Linked DNA regions of Mus musculus: region 1 is linked to region 2. Evidence: chromatin contacts called from public HiCAR-type data. All regions are on one chromosome and are shown on one strand. The core of a region is the stretch at or near the end of the contact, and the rest is flanking DNA. Distances in the headings are between cores, read along the strand shown. Region 1 overlaps Sergef (secretion regulating guanine nucleotide exchange factor). Region 2 overlaps Sergef (secretion regulating guanine nucleotide exchange factor).

What was found. HiCAR-type assays count read pairs that join an accessible place to other places.
Region 1: a HiCAR-type map of PVALB interneurons shows a contact between it and region 2, with 1.8 times the contacts expected there. The contact joins two enhancer-like sites. A contact is called at or near these places in 2 of 484 Hi-C or Micro-C datasets (B cells and nephron progenitors) and 3 of 115 datasets of contacts at active chromatin or transcription factors (PVALB interneurons, double positive thymocytes and embryonic stem cells).

What each region holds. Positions count from the first base shown.
Region 1 is chr7:46,534,726-46,537,425 of GRCm38.p6, reverse strand. All of the region lies in intron 9 of Sergef (secretion regulating guanine nucleotide exchange factor), which reads left to right. Among named protein-coding and RNA genes, the nearest start is that of Sergef, 100 kb to the left of the region's middle. Within about 2 kb of position 1,440, at least 48 of the 459 cell types and tissues checked have an H3K27ac peak or open chromatin away from gene starts, as enhancers often do. A contact at or near this core is called in PVALB interneurons, where this site is marked.
Region 2 is chr7:46,461,342-46,464,041 of GRCm38.p6, reverse strand. The region is part of intron 10 of Sergef (secretion regulating guanine nucleotide exchange factor); the gene reads left to right. Among named protein-coding and RNA genes, the nearest start is that of Kcnc1, 66 kb to the right of the region's middle. Within about 2 kb of position 1,306, at least 13 of the 459 cell types and tissues checked have an H3K27ac peak or open chromatin away from gene starts, as enhancers often do. A contact at or near this core is called in PVALB interneurons, where this site is marked.

The DNA.
Region 1 (2,700 bases), core at 191-2,690, 73 kb before region 2:
AGGGATGCTTGTGAGCCATTGTTTCAGTGCTGGGAACCAAATACAGGTTCTCTGTAAGAGCCACAAGTGACCGTAACACCCAGCCAACTCTAGCTCCATCACCAACCACTCCTGAAATGGATGCCTGGTAGTTAAGCATTGGAAGGTCCAAGGAATCAGGGACTCTCAACATTTACTACAGCAAAAATGATGATGGCAGAAATAGAAGATGTTCATTCAAGAGCAGGAGGAGAGTATGTGTAATCCAGATTCAGGGAGCAGACGTGTCTTTCTGGAACAGACAGGGTTGAGCCCAAGGGATGAGTTGAAATTGCTTCAGTGGGTGGGTGGGTGGGTGGCAGTGGTGGTTGGGGAGTTGTAGGTAAGGTACAAGGAGATACTTTAATGGGGACAGGGCATCGTGTGCTGGCGAGAGCTGTAGCGGAGGAGTAGTCAGCCTAGAATAGTGGTGGTGGGGTGAAGGGACTGTGGCAGTGACCGAGACCAAGTTGAGCAAAGGTTGTGGTAGTGATATCAAATAACGGATTCCGACATGCAGGAAGTGGCTTCATGTAGCCTCTGATGGGTCTGTCAAACCCAGAGCTGTTCTGCCTCACCCTGCCATGTCTCTGCCTCCCTGTCTCCATGTTCTTCCTTCACCTGACACTTGCTTCTTGGCTGGTTCTGCATGCCCAACCACCCTGGCCTGCGCAGTCCTGAGGAGAGAGGCTCAGTGTTCTGTGGTATCCCTTCCACGTGTGCCTCTCAGCATCCCTGCAGTTCATCCTCACTCCTGTCTCAGCAGCAGGGGTACTGGGGACAAGGTGACCTCACAGCCAGAGTTGCCAAGTTGTCTAAAGAAAAGCAAGGAGAGACACACTGCTGCTTTGCATTGCTAGACTAAATTTTTCAACAGAAGGGCAAGAACGGGCTACTCCTTCCTGCCCAGAGAAAACAAGGTCTGGTGTGGGTAACCATACAAGGTGGTGCTGGGAGGACAGGGCTGATGCCCTCAGCCTTTTATGGACTCAAGTGGAGCACTGGCATTGGAGTTGCCCCCACCACCACCCACCAGGGTCCATCCAGCCTCTTCATCTGATGAAGGCTTCGAAATGTCTAGAGTTCACGTGGTTTGCCCAAGGTCACAATAAGCGGGCAGCCAAAAGGGAACCAGAAAGGAAGTCTCTGGCTCTGTTCTTTCATGGGGCCCAGTGACAGTTCATGATTCTTTTTTCTGTTTTTCTTTTTCTTTTGTCATAAGTTTGACAGTTTGACAGTCTGGAGAATAAGACTCACAGTCTGTTTTAACAACAGTCAAGCTCGATATTCCCTGTCGTGCTCCCCCCCCCGTCCCCCCCCCATCCCCCGTCCCCCCCCCCCTCCCGTCCCTCCATAGGAATAGTTTGCCCAAGGTCACAGCGTGAGGGAGGGCAGTGCAGCCTGCAGACCTGAAGTCTAGTCCTTCTCTGCACATTCAGAGGCTCTTCCAGGGCTCTGGATCTAGAGAACTTGGGCTGAAAAGTCTCCTCCTTCAAGTGTCTTACAACCACAGTCGGCTTCACCAGCCCCTACCTCATGCCCCCCCCCCCACCCCCAGCCCCTTCCTCGGTCCTGTCTTTTCCTTGTGTGGCCGTGGAAACTGCGTCAGCTTAATTAGGCTGCTCGGTGCAGTACTTTTCCACTGAGTTTACTAGGAGCCGTGGATTTGTTGTAACAAGCTGCACTGCCGGCTGCAGTATCTGATTGGCATGCCAGGAGCATCACCAGTGAACAGCTAAATAGAGATGGGGAGGAAAGTGGGTCAGGAAGCAGGCCTCACTTGAGCTCGCTCGGTACCTGCAGAGGCTGCGGAAGGCAGCGCAGAGGCGGCAGGTGGCCACAGCATGGCACTGTCTCCCACAGCCTGAGCCTCAGCGCCGAGCACCCTGCCCCCACCAGCTCAATGCTGCAGCTCCCCTCCCCCTCTGCAGGTGCTTGCTCCTGTGGCCAATTTGCCTTCTGCTTCCTCTGTGGATGGACAAAGCTGTTATACCTGACAACCTGGGATGGGGGTGGCTTTTGGCTCAGAAACAATGCCAGAGAAGGGTTCAGTTGGAATCCTTAGCCACTGGCTTTCTAAACCATCAAGGCTTTTGGATTCCCAGGACTAGTACTGTAATGAGCTGGCTAGCTGGGTTTGATAGGGGTACACAGTGGAATATGAGCAGAGGGGCCGGTAGTGTTCCTCCTATTCCCATGTTTCCGCCTGCCCCTTCCTTAACTCTCTCCCTCCTCTCCCCCAATTATGTCACCTTCTTGTGCTGAGCTCCCAGAGAGAGAAGTGAGTGATTACGCCAGAGGGGACTAGGGGAACCTTCTTGAAGGCATCGAGGACTCGGTCAAGAGAAGAAGAGATGGAGGAAAACTGGTCAGAGCTTGCCGTGCAGATCTCAGGACTGCCTTGTGGAGGCCGGTGGCCTCCGTGGTAGCATAGAACTGGAGTCTGTCTCAGAATGGGAGGCTGCCTGGAACCATAAGGATCTGCTATCCACACTGCTCGGTGTAGAGATAGGCAAGCTAAGGCATAGACAGAAAAAGTGGGCCTGCCCTGTGCTGTTAGAACCACATCATGCCTTGTTTCTAATGCCGCTCGCTGGGAGAACATCAAGTCCCCTTTGGCTTTTTAGTCCTGTGTGTGAAGTCAGGAGCTTACCTGATGTTCTTCACCCATAAGCCACACGT
Region 2 (2,700 bases), core at 57-2,556:
ATGTTCAGACATGAGAAAGGAGTCTTCACACCCAGATGTGTTGACAATGTAGCATGGGAGCCAGGTATCACCAGACAGATCAGATCACGGGAGAGCAACGCTATCACAGAGCTGTTGGGATTCTATGGAAGGCTGCATGCTCCACTTGGAGAAATCTGGGCAAAGGTGGAGATATCTGGGCTCCAGTCTCAGAGACAGTCGTTGACTTCACGTGAAAAAAATAATCATCAGTTGGCAAGGGACAATTAGATGGCTCAGCAGGTAAAGGTACCTTCTCCCAAGCTTGACAACCTGAGATTCATCCCTGAGATCTTCAAGATAGAATGAACCAACTCCAATAATCTGTCTTCTGACCTCCACTCACACGCCTGTGTGCACACATATGCACACACACACCTACGTATACACAGCCATGTACACACAGGTGCATAGACACACCTGTGTGTATACACACACACACACAAACACACACACACACACACATACACACACACACACACACACACGCATATACACCCCCCCCACACACACACACGCATACACACCCGTGCATAGAGTTAAGGCTTCCTGCTCACACATGCAAAGCACTACCCTCCTCCTGACCTCAGAGGAGGATTTTTGAATCGAGGAGTCACGCGATTAGGCCGTCCTTTCAGAAGCCTTAGTGCCTGGAGCTTGGAGGGTGACACTGAGGACTTGGAGGAGGAGAAGGAGGCAGGTGTGAGGGAAGGCGTGGCACTCGCTGCAGAGCCAGAGCTGTGAGCAGCTCAACCTGGGCTAACCCCATCTCTACCCAGCCTGGGTTTATCCAAAGTCTATTTTCACCCCCTCAGTTTCTCACTTCCTCAATTTCTTTGGCTCTAAAGTGGATTGAATGTATTTGTGTATCTCATGAAAGTTTTGTGAACAATAACAGATGTATATATGCAGCACCGGGCACAGCACGGGGCACAGCACGGGGCACAGCATGGGGCACAGCACCGGGCACAACACAGGGCTAGGTAAATGTTTTCTTCCCCTGATGTGCTTCAGGTGTGCTGTTTGTTGTTGTCCCTGTTCCTTATAACCGCCTCAAGAGGAATGATCTCTTTGCTGATTTCTTGCTTAATAGATATGCAATTTGAAACTCCTAGAAAGTAAGAAATGTATCTAACCCTCCATCCGTCACAGCTAACAGGTCAGAGGTTTTTGAAGCCTTTGCCTTCATGCTGGGAGACACAGGCTGCCATCTCTGTCCCTGGCCGTAAGAAGGAGAGTTGAAACTTCTCTTGGTAGCCACTTGCTGGAGGACGTGTGTATTGCTGTGGCGTTCCTTCCCTCTGCCCCCAGCATTTAGTAAACTTCCTGACAATGCCTCCAGTGTCAGCTGTGCTGGGTCAGGCTTTGGTTATGTGGTGGTGGGAGGGTAAAGAAAGAGGGCTGTAAGGACCCTTCCCAAGAGGATAGTGCTGCTGCCTGGTCTCCAGGAACCGAGGCACAAGATACCGCTACGGAGGGAACTGGGTCTGAAGGAAGCAGAGCTGCAGCAGCCTCTTGCTCAGTCGTCCCTAGCACTGCCCCATTGGCTCATCATTTCAGCAGCCTGCACACTCTCCCCGCCTCTCAGCAACCGCCAAATGGATTTCTGGAGCATCTTGCATCCAGGCTTGCTTTCAAGAGGAAAGATGCTCGTTTTCTGCCCAAGCATTGGTTTACTCAAGAAACAACATCCTTGGATGCTAAATGGCCCGGATTAAACATGATAAAACCTTGAAGAACTTGAAGACCAGGACCCTATGTCTGAGACAGATCCCAGGGAGGAATGGGGGTCTTGCTTTGTGATCATGAGTTGTCTCCCTCCTGAATGAGAAACTCCCTAGGCCCCTTGGTGTTTACTGCATCCTGAAAGGGGGAAACTCTGAAAGATCTATAGAAGAACTACTTTGGGCAGGAATCCTGTCTCAGCTTTCCTGCGAGAAAGTCTGCTTGGTCATGGCCCAGTGGTGAGACTGACAGGCTGTGGCTTTAGAGTCAGACTCACCAAGCTCCACATCCGCACTGCAAAAATAAATAAGTAAATAAGTAAATAAATGGATAGATAGATAAAATAAAAAAGAGTAGCAAAACCTGCTCCTCAGGTCCCATGGACCATTCGATGAGGAAAGCTAGGTGAAGCCATCCAACTGCACATGTGTATTTATCAAGGGCCCATCAGAACTTCTGGCTGTATCTCTGTCTCTGTCTCTATCTGTGGGGGAGCACGGGGGACTGGTGAGAGACATGGATAGTCCCACAGGAATTCAGGAGAGGGTAGCAAATCTAGAAGCTGCAGAGGAAGCCACAGTGCCTCCTAGTCCGGAGTGGGAAGGCTGCAGACTTGGCGGTGTCTCAGCGCGGGAGTCCAGAGAGAGGACTCCCTCTTCTGTGGAAGCTTGTCTTTGATTTACAAGCTTTAGCCAACTGAGTGCGGCCCACCCCGCGAGGAAGGGCAATCCACTTTTCTTAAAGTCAAACGTCTTAAGTGTTAATTAACTACATCTGAAAGATGCCCCTACTGCAGCATCCACCATAGCATCTGTCCAAACAGTGGTCTATACTCGCCAGCCGTGCTGACAAAGAAGTAAGCATTGCACCATGTAGGGGTGAGGGCTCTTGATGAGGGCATTTCCCATCACCTCCTCGCAGCCCCCCTCCTCTGTGACATCCTCGCTGAAGAGTAAA